2 separate regions of the Bos taurus genome follow, and region 1 is linked to region 2. A link is a contact called in public Hi-C data. All regions are on one chromosome and are shown on one strand. The core of a region is the stretch at or near the end of the contact, and the rest is flanking DNA. Distances in the headings are between cores, read along the strand shown.

Region 1 (6,648 bases), core at 649-3,148, 57 kb before region 2:
AATGTATGGCAAAAACCACTACAATATTGTCAAGTAATTAGCCTCCAATTAAAATACATTAATTAATTTAAACAAAAAAGAAGAGGCAAGGGATGTTCCACCTGGAACCTCCAGGGTGCATCCCTTCTGACACCTTGCTTTCAGCCCGCTGATGCTGATTCTGGACATCTGCCCTCCAGAGCTGTAAAGAATAAACCAGGGTTGTCTTAAGCCACTACATGTGTGGTCATTTGTCACAGCAGCCCAAGGAAACAGCCACAGAAGGCACCTGGAGCACGACGGTTGCTCTCAGAATGGCAGCAGTTAGTGCCCAGACTGCCCCATCCCCTCCTCCCCCGGGACACCCCTCTTCTCACCTTCCTCCAAGGTCCCTACTGCCAGGCCTTCCCTGGGTTCTCCCTGGGCAGGTGAGGGCAGGGAGGGCAGGGGCTAGGAGCCCCTGGACGTACAGAAGCCCCGTCCCCACACCTCCCCCCCCCACCCCCAGCTTGTGACAGAAAGCACTTCTAACAGAATTCACAGCCTCCAGGCTCCAGGCTTGATGCTCCACACACCTACCTCCTTTAGCCCTCAGAAACCCCAGGAAGTAGGTACTACTATTGCCTCCATTTTACAGATGAGGAAACTCACTCAGCAAATTTGTTTTTTTCCAAACCCTCCCAGCTGGGCGCAGAGCAACCAGACTTAGAAATTGGGTCTGTCTCCCCCAGAATCTGTGCTGAAAACTGCAGTGTCCATCGTCTGATCCTGATTCTGTCCGGCTCCTACCCTCGCCCTGGGCAGTGGGTGGCTGAGCTGGTGGGAAGGGCTCTGGTGCAGGTCTTGCCTGGAACTTAGCTTGAGACCCTGGACAGAAGACCTCACTGCTGTGTGCCTCAGCTTCCTGTAAACAAAAGGGATGGGTCTGCCCCCCAGGGGGCTGCCAGGATCAGATGACAGGACATGCAGACAGGGGAACAGTCCACAGCATAAGGGCACCCTCCCCACCATGTGCTCTTACCTACAGGTGAGGAGGCCGAGTCCCCTGGGAACCTGAGGCCTTGATGACCCTCCTTCACCCACAGGACTAACAGACCCCAGAGGCTGGATGGGGGCTGGAGACCTTCTGCCTGACCTGGGTGAGTGGAGACCTGGGGTGGGGACTGCCAGGGGGTCTGTAGGGTCACAATAGGTTCACTCACCCATTCATTCAACATCCCTCTGCCCTGGCTCTGCCAATGGCACCAGGATTGTATCCGAATTCCCCACTAGGCTCAGGTAGCCCTGAAGACCCTGGTCCTCCCCAAGGCTCTGACTTCTGCTGCCCACCGCCTGTCCGCCTCCCCCCCCAACCCCGTCCCACCTGTCTCAGGGCCTTTGCACTTGCTCCTGAGGCTCCACATGGCGGGCTCCTTCCGCTCACAGCCAGCTAAGCAACCCCTGCCTCTCACTTCACCGAGTAGCCCTCACTGCTCCCGGGAATGGTCTTTCTCACATGTGCTCTGTCTCTGCCCACCAGGCCGCCAGCCCCAGGACGGCAGGGACCACTTGTCTCTGCTCACTCTGAACCCACCGAGGTGCCAGTGAGTGAAGAGAGCTCTGCGCGGTGGCGTCCTAGCTTAGAGGTCGGAACGTTTCCCAGACGGGGAAGGCGAGGTCACAGGGAGAGACGTGGTGGGTGAAGGCGGGGGCCTGGCCCCGGGACTCGGCTGGAGCTCGGAGCACTCGAGCGCCAGTGCCAGTCCACGTCCTCCGTCCGAGGTTCCGGCCCCGGCCCCCGCGTCCTTGTGGCCCCCTGGGGTCCCCCCGTCCAAACCCCCGCCCCAGGCCCTCAGCGGGCGCGGGCCGCCAGGGGGCGCTGTCGGGGCGCACGGCCCACCTGGCGCCCGGGCGGCGAGCGAGCGCGGCCAGGCGGCCGGGAACTTTTCTCCTCGCGCTCTCGCCGCCTTCTCCCCCCGCGCAGCGCCCGCCGCCCGCTCTTCCTGCGCGGAGGGGACCGCATTTCCCCGCGGCCCTGCGACGCCAGCAGGCCCGGAGGTGCGCGGCCAGGGCCTGGTCCCTGCGCCCCGGGCGCCGCCCCCGCCCGAGGCTGCGCTCGGAAGGCGAGGCGCGGAGCGAGGCGCGGCCGGGCGAGAGCGCGCCGAGCAGGCCGCCCAGTCCGCCGCCCGAGCGCCGGCGCGAGGAGGGGGCGCCGCGGCCCACCCTCCTTCCTGCCTGGCCGCGGGCCGGCCGGGCCGCCGCGCCCCGACCCCTATGGCCTCCCGGACCTCCGGGCCGCGAAGTCGCAGCGCCAGACCCCGGGCCCCCGAGTGAGCGCGCGCCGAGGTGAGCACCGAGGGCCGGGGCGGGGGCGCGGGGGCCGCGGGGAAGTCGCTTTGTGTGCGGGGGGCGCGAGGTCACCGGATGGCAGTCGGAGGAGCTGCGGCGGGGTGGGGGCGCCCCGCGCCGTGGGACGAGGGCCGGGGCTGGTGCGAGGCGGGGGCGCGAGGACTGTGCGCGTGCTTGTCCCCGGGGGTACCCCGAGCGGGGGGTAGGGACCGGGGCATTCGCGACGCGCCGGGACCGGAGGCGAGCTTTGTGAGGGCGTCCGGGTGGGGGGCGGGGAGCCGACTTCTCTGGGGGCCTCTGGGCCTATCGGGGCCCTGGCGTGGGAGCCGGGGCAGCGAGGGCCGTGATGGGGAGGGGCGGCGTGTGAGGCCCTCGGCGGAGCCCCGATCCGTGCTCCGACGCGGGCAGGGGCGCCCGGGCCTGTGCGCAGGCCGCGCCACCGGGCAGGAAGCGGCCCGGGAGGCCGGGGAGCTCCGTCTCGGCCAGGCCTGGGGCGCAGGGGCCTTTCGGGGTGACGTCACGGTGGGGGCTCCGGCCACGCGAGTCCCTGGACGGACGGCGGCGCACCACCGGCCAGGTCGTTGGGCCGGCGCCTGGGAGACAGGAGACCCAGAGGAGGACGCGAGGGCCGGGCGCAAGGCGGCGTCGCCAAATGCGGCGGGGGCGAGGGGGTGGCAGGACGCGGGGGTGACTTTGGAGCTTTGGTTGCCGGGGGCCGCCCAGGAGGGGCGGAGGGGAAGCGAAACACCACGCAGGCCCGAGGCCGTGGCGGCCCTAGCTTCCTGGGGCGCCCGTTTTCCCAGCGAGCGATTTCCCCTCCTGGGCTCTGGGTCGTCCTCAAATCCACACCCGGAGCCGGAGCGCGGCCCGAGTCGTGCCTGATCCGGGGAGCCCCCGACAGGGGCGGCGCTGGGACTCTGGCCCTGAATGAAGACGCCATCCGGAGTAACAATGCGCTTCTGGGGGGCTGGGGGAGGGGAGGCAGCACGCCTGAATGGCGACCCGGGCCTGGGCTTCCCAGGGTTTCCGCAGGCTCTCATCCGGGACCCACGCGGGACCCGCACGGTTCCCTCCACCCGCTCAACCCCCTGCCATTTGTCTTCCAACGCAGTGGCGTGTGGAGGATTCAAGGGCATTACATCTGGTTGCAATCCAGTTTCATGCCGCTGCTGGGCTGTTAAGACCTCGAGCTGACGTCAAAGCAGGGGAATTACTTCTTTTTATTTTATCTTTTTTTAGTTGTCTGCTGCCCTGGGAAGGGAGGCGGGGTGAGTTAGGCGAGCTCTGATGTGGAGGCGCCAGCGCCCTGGGAGCCTCGGGCTGGGGGCTCTGCTTCTCTGCCCGCACCAGATCCTCCATGCAGACCGACTCTGCCAGGGGTCAGGCCCACCCTGGGTGGGAGCGGCCCTCGCTGCAGACTCAGTGGAGGCCCCTCCCGACTGACCACACGGCTGCGTTTCCAGAGGCTTCCCTGGGACGTGGCCTCGCATCTGGAAACTGGCAAGGAATCTTTTAGTTTCCCACCCCGCCCCCCCACAGGAGCATCCGGGAGCGAGTCTTTAGGAGCAGTGGCCTTTTGGGTGACCCAGAGGGAGTGGACACAGACATTGTGGTTTGGGGAAGACCCTCACACTCAGAAGCCTTGGTTCCAGGATTGTGTGTCTGCGGGTGATCCAGAGCGGGCTGAGTGTGACCTTTCCAACAGCCAGGCACCCCGGCAGCTTCCTAAACACAGGGAGGTCACCCATTCTGCCACTTTGGACCAGGAGGCCTGTGCAGCAGGGCCCGGGCTGATTCCTCAGGCTCTTGGGTCTGGACTGCGGGTTCCAGGACCTCACCTGTGACCTGCAGTAAGAAACACATTTCAGGTCCCAGCTTCATTCATGCCCACTGTGTGTAACTGAAACGAAAGTTGAGTGAAATAGCTCTTTCCTCTGTTTTGTGCCCTGGTCTGATATTTTCTGTTCTAGTCTATTTGATTTTTTTTTTAAATTGCATTCTGTGACCCCTGAATTGATGTCACGATCCGCTAATGGGTCATACCCAGAGTTTGAAAAAACAGGCCTAGAAAATGAGTCTGCTTTCTAGTCATTCAACAAACATGAATTGAGGCCCTGACAGTGTCTCTCTTTTTGAATTACTCAGGTGACACATGGATTTGTTCTCATTGTGAAAAATGCAAATAACCCAGAGGTATATAGGGTAGAAGTGCCCCCAGTAACCCCAGTTAGCACTTTGAATGTGGTTTGCTGTTCACTTGTGCGTACACGTCTGACACACACAAACACAGAGCTTCCTCTTACCCCTATCTGGACCACGCCTCGCCTCGTGCTCTTCTCAGCTCCCCTTTCCCTTCCTGGGGTCATGCGGGGGTCATGGCAGGGGGAGCTCCAGGGGAAGGTGTTGGGTGATTCCTGGCTTTACCACATATTGAATGGGTTATTTATCTCTGTACCTCAGTGTCCCCATCTGTACAAAGAAGCTAATAACAGTTCCAGCCTCACTGGATTGTGGTGAAGCTTTAATGAGTCCACGCAACCCATGAATCTGAGAACAGTGTCTCTCCCAATAAACGCCAGCTGGCCTTGACACCGTTATTGTCACTACTGCCTTTCCATGGCCATCTGTGTTTGTACCTCATGCTTTAATAGTCACATGTGGCTGTGCGTGGATGTCTCTCCCCGCCCCCCGCCCCCAACATGTGGTTCAGCAGGCAGGACCAGGTGGAGCCCTGCAGGTTGGCAGTGTTCCCGTGGGAGAGGCACCTGGGCTCGCGGGCCCACCAGGTATTTCCCAGGGCCCACTATTTTGAAGTCCTGTGCTTAATACTGGACAAGGCAATGGCACCCCACTCTAGTACTCTTGCCTGGAAAATCCCATGGATGGAGGAGCCTGGTGGGCTGCAGTCCATGGGGTTGCTAAGAGTCGTACACGACTGAGCGACTTCCCTTTCACTTTTCACTTTCATGCATTGGAGAAGGAAATGGCAACCCACTCCAGTGTTCTTGCCTGGAGAAGCCCAGGGACAGGGGAGCCTGGTGGGCTGCCATCTATGGGGTCGCACAGAGTCGGACACGACTGAAGCGACTTAGCAGCAGCAGCAGTGCTTAATACACCTGCCTGCAAGGTCACAGCCCAGGGGTGGGACCCACATGGTACCCAAAGGGACAAGTGGGAGCTCCTGCCAGGTCTTGAGGGGAAGCAGGGCCTCCCATGGAAGAGCTGGCAGGTGTGCTGGGGACAGTGAGGGAAGGAGCATCTTTGGCGGGACTTGTTCCTATGAGGAGGGGCAGATGGGGACCACATGAGTCAGTTTCAGGATGGGGGATGGGTAGCCTGAGCATGAAGTCCAGAGGTGAGAGTGTCTTCACTTGGCCAGAGGTGGAGGGCTTTGTGGAGGTGAAGCTGCATGGCTGAGGGGACTTGGAGCTCAGGTAGGTGGGGAGGGGGGTGATCCTGGCGGTGGGAGCACACCAGTGGTTCTTTGGTGGCTGCAGCAGATGGAGCCTGTGTCCTGTGGCCAAGAGGGAGGACTTGGTTCACAAAGGCCGTGACGGGAGAGGCTAGCTTTTGCCCAACCTCTTCATGGGCCTCCCTGCCTCCATCCTGCCCCCTCCCGTGTGGGCCCCACTACAGGGTGACCTTTCTCCATCACGGCAGTGTCGCCCTGGGGTTCCTGTTGCCTCCGAATAAAGGTCTGCTCAGGAGCCCTTCCCAGGTGGGGGCCTCTCCTGTCCTTCGCCAGCTCTGCCCCTTCCCCTTCTGCTGCAGCAGACCCCCGCCCCCCCGGAGACAGCCCTGGCATTGCTGCCTCTGTGCTGCGTTGGCCCCAGCTGTTCCTTCCACCTGGGCTTCCCTGCACCTTTCTCCCTGCCTCCTGGGACCAAAGCAGACGTCCTGTCTCCTGCTCTGACCTCCGCGGCAGAACTGAGTCATTCCCCTTTGTCTACAGCTGAAGCATAGCGTTCATCACGGAATTAGCGGTAATTCTGTCGGTGTCTGTCCTCCCCAGGAGGCTGAGGCATCGAGGCCCAGGGCTTGGCCGCCTCCTCTCTGCAGCTCCACGGGCAAAGCGGGGGAGCACAGAGCACTCAGAAGCCTTCCCAGCAGGAAGGGGTGGGCGAGAAGGTGAGCTGGGGGGGGCACAGTGTTGTTTTGGGGGTCCTATTGGGATCTTGGGGACTCTCAGGGTGCTGGTCAAAGGATTCTGTTTGTCAGACCATAGAGGAGACAAGTGAGGGGCCCCACTGCTCCCTGGGAGGGGGGATGGGGCGGGTGGGAAGAACTGGCTCATCCTGTTTCCCTGGGGACTGAGGCAGAGCGTGCCCTGTGCCTGGGTGG
Region 2 (7,432 bases), core at 4,370-6,869:
GGGGCCCAGTGTCCCCACCCCTAGTGTGGAGGTGGCCCCCCTGCCCGCGTCCACTCCGGGCACCAGGCCACTGCTCTTCAGCCGGCCGACTTGGGAGCAGCCTCGGGCTCATCTGGTCGGGCCCCTGGGCCAAGAGGCACAGGAACGCCAGCACAGCGTCCCTGTCCTCGGCCTGCCTGCACCACAGTCCCCAGGGTAGCCCTTAGGTGCTGCTGCCAGCCAGGGCCCCATCCGCTTGGCAGCACCCTGGCGGGGCACTGGGGTACCCCGTGGGCTTGGGGGGTGGAGGGGAGACGCAAGTGGGAATGGCAGTGGGACCAGTCACCTGTGCCCCCTGCATAGTCCTGTGCATGGTACCTGAGAGGCGGCTCACTCACGTCGTGATGGCGAGGGTGGTCCCATGTGCTGCCAGGACCCACCCCTGCCCCTCACTGCCACCAGCTTGCCCAGGGGAGACCCGGGCCCGTCAGGGTCGCGGGGGGTTGGGACCCACCTGCCTACACCTGGCCTCTGAACCAAGCTGCCCCATTCACCTAGGATGGCCTGAGGGCAGGGTGCAGTGTGGTCTTCATTCACGAATTTTTAATTTTCAAAGGAATGGTAGCTCTAACTAAAGAAGGAAAAAGCAATAGAGGTGCATCAGATAATAGGTAAGGTCCGCCCCAGGTTTCCCCAGAAGTCATTCCTTTCAGTTTAACGTGGCCCTTTGGATTCTTTTTTTTGGTGGATTTACACACGCAAACACACACCCCTTCACTGAGCACCTACTGTGTGTGGAACCCTGAGATCTAGGGTTGACATGGGCCTGGGCCCTGCCTTTACGGGGTGCTCTTGTCCCGCTGAGGGTGATGGGGGATGAGGGCCTCAAGGAATGGGCTGCTGGGAGGCTGGGCTGCAGGGGGGCATCAGGAAGGGCCTACTGGTCTTCAGGAGGGGAGGAGGAACACCCGACCGGGAGCTGGTTTGGGACACTGAACCTAGGGGTCAGCCCCTTTGCACGCAGCCTGGGGGCACTTAGCAGCAGGGCATGGGAAGGGCAGGGGGTTGGCTTGGCCTTTGTCCTGGGTGGGATGCCCTCTGTCAACACCCATCACCTGGTTGGCAGACCAGTGGGTGATGATGGAGCACCAGGTGCCTCGCCGGTGCCACAGCCCCCACCTGCTACCCTTTGCTGCTCCCCAGACAGACCTTGGCACAAAGTTGGTGGGGGGGACGCGCCTCCACAACGCGGCCCATCTGGGAGCCAGCGTTATTTTCTGATTCAAGGAAACATCTGTTCCTGCCTCTCCGTTCAGAGCGGGCGGGCAGCAGACCCAGGGCCCAGAGCCCCGCCTGCCAGCACTGGGCAGGGAGTGGGGATTGGGGCCGAGCCCGGAGCCCCATTCTCTGTCAGACTCCCACCCGCCACCGCCACCTCCAGGGACTCTTGGCCAGGTGCAACCAAGTCCTCCCCTCCGCCCCCACCAAGATGCCTGAGGCTGTCACTGCCTTCTACCAGGTACAGGGGCTCCTGGGGCAAACACGCAGCTGCCCCCGGAGTGCCATGTGTGTTTACTGAGGGACCCCCTCTGCTATTTCTCACACACAAGAGCCGTGTTTTTGAAAGATATGGCTGCCAAACAAGCTGCATTTATTACATAATGATTAATTCATTGCCCCCATTTCTTATTAATCAAAGACATCCATAACTGCCTCCTGAGCTTTGGGTGGGGCGAGATGGCCAGTGGGGCCTCGAGCTGACAGCCTTCTGGCCCAGAGCAGGGCCCTGCTGGATTTGTGTCAGCCTGGCTGTGTTTGGGGTAAATGCACAGCACCCTTGAGATTTCTAGAAGAAATGGAGACAGCTCACAGACCCCCACCCGTTGCCTCCCTCGGCTCCTGGGGTCACCTGGGATATTTTATCGCCGCCTTTCCAGCCAGCCCTGAGCTTGGGTTGGCCGCTTGGCACTTGGCCACCGCTGACCAGCAGCTTGGTGGAGGGTGAGGGGGTAGAGTGGACTGGCCCCCCTCCATGGACGCCGCCATCAGTGCAGCTTAGAGGGGTGAGTGAGGGCCTGGGCCGAGGTCAGGACTGCTCTGGGCAGGGGACTGCCTGGCAGCCTGGTCCGAGCGTGGAGGCTGAGAATCCTGGAGTCCTGGGGCACTTGAGAGGCCTGTCCTCTCACCTTCCAGGGCAAGACAGAGGAGGCTGCTGTTGGGCCTGTGCCATTCAACGCTTCTTTCAACTTCTTTGTCTGACACTGACTGAGGGGCCTGGCACCCGCCAGGGAAGACACAGCCTACTGGGGCTGGGGCAGAAGCCAGACAAATCATTGTCATCCCGTGGGGTGTCAGGCCAGGGGATACCCTAGGAGTGAGGGACCAGCAAAAAGGCTTAAACCAATACAGGAGGTGTGATCCGGGAAGGCTTCCTGGAAGAGGTGGAGGTGTGATCGGGGAAGGCTTCCTGGAAGAGGTGCTGCTGCAAGAAGTTGGTTGTTTTTTTTTTTTTTGCAGGGGGTGGGGAACTTTTAAAATGACAATTGCGATGGCCAAAAAGCTTATTCGGGGTTGCCCAGGGAAACAGAATGAACTTTCTGGCCAACCCAGTACTTGGTGCTGTTTGCTGTCAGGTGCTTTTCACATACGTTGTCGTGTTTAATTTGCACCAACACCAACAACCCTGTGAGGTAAGAAATAGCGTCCACATGTTCTCAGTGAGTAAGCCATGGCTTAGAGGGGAAGTTGCTCGGCCAGCTCGCTCAGCCAGGTTTAGAACTCCGAGTGGCTCTTAGAAAGATGATAGGAAAGGTGGAAAGGGATGGGAGGTAAGCCTGGCATGCCTGGCAGAAGAAACAGTGAGTGCAGAAGCATGGCTGAGGAGCAGCTGTGGCACAGAGGCAGGCTGGGGTCCTGGGAGCCTGGGTGCTGGCAGCAGAGAGCTGGGGAGCCCAGCAGGTATGTGAGGGTGGGAGGCTCTGGGCGGACCTCCCCGCCTGCCTGGCAGCAAGCACACCTCCCAGACCTGCCGTGTCCTTCCTGCCCCTGATCTCAGGAGACAGCAGCCAGGCTGGCATGGGGCAGCGAGGACATGCCCGAGACATCAGCCCCCCGGGACCTCCCAGACCTCTCCCTAGACTCTGCTGCCCATCCCCTGTCCAGAAGGAGGCTGAATGGCTGCCAGCATCTGCCCGTCAGCAGAGTTCCCGCTCTCAGCACCAGCTCCCTGAGCTGCCTCCAGGGACGGTCTCACCCGCCTCCCTAGAGAGCCAGCACTTCCGCTGCTGCCTGATAGCACTAGTGGCTGGAGACGCTCCTTGAAGTTTAGCCTGTGTGGCAGGAGCCTTAATAGCAGCAGCCCTGCCCCCTTGACCAGCTCTGCCTACCTCCTGAGCCATGTCCCTGCACCGTGCAGCCGCAGGCAGAGACCTTCCTCCCTCTCTGGGTGATGTCGGGATGAAAGGGCATCCAGGGACATTGCAAGTGGCTTTCTCTCCCCTGAAATCCAGAGATTCCCTGTAAGACCATGTTATTAGCACCATGTCCATTTTAGAGATGAGAAAACTGAGGCTCAGAACTGGGAGATGATGGGAGTCAAACCACTTTGGCCGCTTCCTTCCCCACCTGGGTTCCTGGAAGTGGATCGTGTTCCTCAGGCGGAAGGGCTCCCACCCCTGCAGCCTCTCCCTTTTGCTCCCCTCTCCTTGAGACCCCATCTCAGGGAAGTCTTTCTGTCCCCAGCTCCCTGCTCTAAGCACTTGCTGAGCACAGCCTTTGTTGACTAGGGAGCTCCACAGTGGTGTCCCCAATACCCTCATGATATGTATTGAAGAGGAAATGGGTGAGTGGATCCCCAAGCTAGTTAGCGTGAGACTGGTTGTAGTAACATACAAGCCCAAACATTTCCAGGAGTCCAAGAGTTTCTGGTCAGCAGGTGGTGACGTGGCCCCGCCTTTCCCTGTGGCCTGGGCTTGGTCCCCCATCTGGATGGGGCACCTCTCCAGCGCTCACGTGCCATTGGCTGGAACTCAGTCCTATGCCCATCCCTCATTGCAGGAGAGGCCAGGAGATGCAGTCCAGCTATGGCTCCAGGAAGAGGACACAGGGTTTGTTGACTTCATCAGTGCAGTTTTCACAGTGTTACTATTGACCCTGTTTACACACTAGGAGCCTGAGGCTCATGTGACCTGTTAGGGCCAGAGCTGGCTCAAGGACCCACATTGTCAAGTGCTGCCCTGCCCTGCTTCATCCTAAAGGCCGCCTGTCCAAAGGATCTGGCTGACGCTCTCACCCCGAGTCTTGACACACCAGACACGTGGCCATTTAAGGAGGCAGCTGTGTGCAGCCTGGGCCATAGGTACTGGCTTCCCCTTTTCCTCATCTTGTGAGGGTTTGTCCTCGCCTGGGGTGGGGGGGTGGTACAGGGGACATCTTAGCTGTGTGTGTTTGGATGGCTTCTGCTTGTTCCTGAGTCACCAGCTCTGGGCCCTTTGGGGGCGCCTGTGCATGGAGGCTAGAGCAGAACCCACCCTTCCACATCGGGGAAGGTGCACACGTGCTGCTAACCATTGGCCATCAGCTTCAAGGTCTGTCTTCCCTGCCTGTTATGACTTCAAGTGCTTTTGCTGGCCTTTCTGTCACTTGGCAGCCACCCCCTGCCTGCCACCCATGCAGAGAAAGGACAGAGGACCCACGGGAACGTGGGAGGGTGTCGGTCAGGGTCCGAGAGGGTCTGTATAGGGGATAGTTCCTGGGCTTCCTGGAGGAGGTGACATTTGGTCAGGCCTTGAGGGCTAAGGCGGGTGAGAGCTGGAAGGGCGTTCCAGGCAGAGGGAACAGCTTATGCAAAGGCTGGCAGAACCCCAGAGCTTGGTCTGCTGCCCAGACCAGTGACCCAGGTGTTTCCAACCTGAGCTGAGGGAGTGTCTTCTGGTCCTGGAGGGAGGAGAAACAGAAGGACAGCAGGAAAGGAAGGAGGGGAAGGAGTGGGCACTGGCTGAGGAAGCACCTGTCTGGGCCTGTGCTGGCACCTCTCGGCTGGTCCCTGTCCTCCGGTTCTCAGCTACGCACGCGGGGCCTCCTTGCTCTCTGGCCGGCTGGTGACGCTCAGGGCCTTCGGGCTGGCTGCCCCTCTCTCCACCGCCACAGGGCCTGTTCCTCCCCCGAGCCTTCCCTCAAGTGTCACCCGTGTGGGACTGCGGGGCCTGACAGTCCCCGCTTACTCCAATCTGTTTTCCCCAAAGAGGTGCTTAGTCACTTGGTCTTGTAATTTACTTATGTCTTTGCTCATTGGCTGCCTCCCTTCTGCACTCTCTCCCGATTTTGAGTCTGGCCTGTTCAGTGGCGATCTTTAGCCTCTGAACATAGTAGGCACTCAATAAATGTTGAATTAATGAGCGAATTCAGCCTTGGGCAAAACGTGAAGTTGTAACTCAGCCGCAACAGCAGAGGGCTGAGCGGGCCGCGGGCGGGACCCCTACCGGCCCCGGGCTCGCGGGCGCGTCCCCGGCTGCGCGCGGGGCGGTGTGAGGGCGCCGGTAGTCATGGTTACAGCGCCCGGGCCTGTGTGGGTTTCTGGCCTTTTGTGTTCGCACAGGCCTCGCCCCCATGTGGTCGCCACCCCTGATTGGCCGGCATGATGCGGAGGGGCGGGAGTATCCCGGGCCCGGAAGTGGGCGGGGCGCTCTGCCCCTCTGGCGCGCGCGCGGCTGGGATGGGCGTGGCTTCCGGAAAGGCTGCAGAGGTTGGGGGGGGGCGGGGGGCGTGTTGATGGAGGTAGTGAGCGTGGGCCGCGATCCGAACAAAGGCAGCCTCGGCCCAGCTCTGACTCTGGTCGTTTTTTCTCGTCCTAGGGGTCTGGCATTGAAAGGGCCGACTCCTTATCCTGGTCTGTGCACTTGATGGTCCGCTCCGCCGACCCGGCCCCCTTCCTGCCACAGGGCCTTTGCACGTGCGCTGTCTGTTCCAGGATTCTAAGTCATTTTTCCTGGCCACCCCTCACCCATCCTGGGCAAGCTTTCCACACAGACCACGTGTCTGCTCTGCTTTAGATGTCTCCGGTGCGGTTGTACCTTTAATTGTGCGTCTCCCTCCCATACCCAGCTGCCATCCAGGCAGGGCCTACATGTGACCTGGCACACAGTAGGTGCTCAATTTATACTTTTGAATGAATCCATTCATCTGGCTGCCCCCAAGGCCTCCTTGGCAGGCCAAGTGCTGGACACTGGGACTCAAGAGGAGAAACAGACGCCCCTTGACTCCAAAGACACAGAAGGGTTTATGTCCAAGGCCAGACTGCGGGGTGAGTGGCTGGACCCTGGGCTGGAGAAGCCTGGTTTGGTGTGTGTCTGCCGTCAATGGTCCCCTGTTCTGGCCACATGGAGAGCCATAGGGCCTCCCTGCCTCAAGAGGCAAGCGTGGTACAGAAATGGGCTGGTGAGGGTTACTCAGGGGACACCTTGGGTACAGAGACCCTGGGAGGCCTAGGGTCCACTCACTCTGCCCGGAGTGGGGGTGACAGAACTCTGTAGCCTCTGCTCCGGGCACTGCCACTGCTCTACACACTGCAGTGAACACTGCTGTGCTCACACACTGCTGTGCTCACATTGCTGTACACAGATCCACCTTTTGGGGTTTGGATGAGGTGTAGACATTGTTCCCCACCAATACCAAAAGAAAAAGTACCATGCCCTGCAAAGCCAGTAGTAGCAGAGTATTAAACCAGAGCTTCTGGAGCATTGGTTTGATCCAAACCTTGGAGTTTGTACCACAACGGATTCCTGGGCTCAGGCCACCCCTAAACCACAGATCTTAAGGGAAGCAACCCAGAATCTGCCCTTTTCAAGCCTGTGTGGTTTTAGTGTTTGAGAAACAGAATGTCAAATATTTGTGTCTCCAGACTCTACTGAGACCTCTGTCTCACACTTCATCCCAGACCCTGGGCCCAGTCCAGGTCTTAACTACAGGGCCTCTGCACACTATAGGAATTGGAAAATACTCTTATTTTCCTTAGAAAAATGTGCTCGTGCATGCACAGATACACACAATTTGCATTTGATTTCAGGCAGTTCTCACACCTGGGCTGAGTGGTCTGAAAGGCTGGGGAGACCTGTTTGGGAAAAGGTCTCCATGCTGGCACTCCCCTGAACCTAGGGCCAAAGTGTGCAGTTGTATAGGTTGTATACTGCACAAGAGTGCCCAGCAGAAATCCAGCCTGCATTCCACTGGACAAGCTGTGCAGCCTGGCACCTAGAGTGTCTTCTCTTATCTTGTGCATACGTAACATATGGCCTGCCCCCAACTCCTATCCTTGCCCTCCTGCCTCTCGTGATAACTCAGGTTAGGAGCAACAACCAAGTGACAGAAATTATGCCCATTATCACTGATTAGCTGGCTTTTGTAAATTCCATCGTTAAAGGCATGACAAATGACCTGGCAGCCCTCACATGCTGAC

Evidence for each region. Hi-C and Micro-C count contacts between places; a contact is called where the count stands out from the background.
Region 1: a contact with region 2 is called in a Hi-C map of liver, with 2.7 times the contacts expected there. The contact joins the promoter of RAI1 here to the enhancer-like site in region 2. A contact is called at or near these places in 2 of 11 Hi-C or Micro-C datasets (liver and an unstated tissue).

The regions. Positions count from the first base shown.
Region 1 is chr19:34,748,464-34,755,111 of ARS-UCD2.0, reverse strand. It overlaps RAI1 (retinoic acid induced 1), which reads left to right and starts at 1,898. Exons shown (of 5, transcript XM_059878340.1): 1 at 1,898-2,304.
Region 2 is chr19:34,694,283-34,701,714 of ARS-UCD2.0, reverse strand. All of the region lies in intron 1 of RAI1 (retinoic acid induced 1), which reads left to right. Among named protein-coding and RNA genes, the nearest start is that of TRNAE-CUC, 28 kb to the right of the region's middle. Within about 2 kb of position 5,619, at least 24 of the 102 cell types and tissues checked have an H3K27ac peak or open chromatin away from gene starts, as enhancers often do. A contact at or near this core is called in liver, where this site is marked.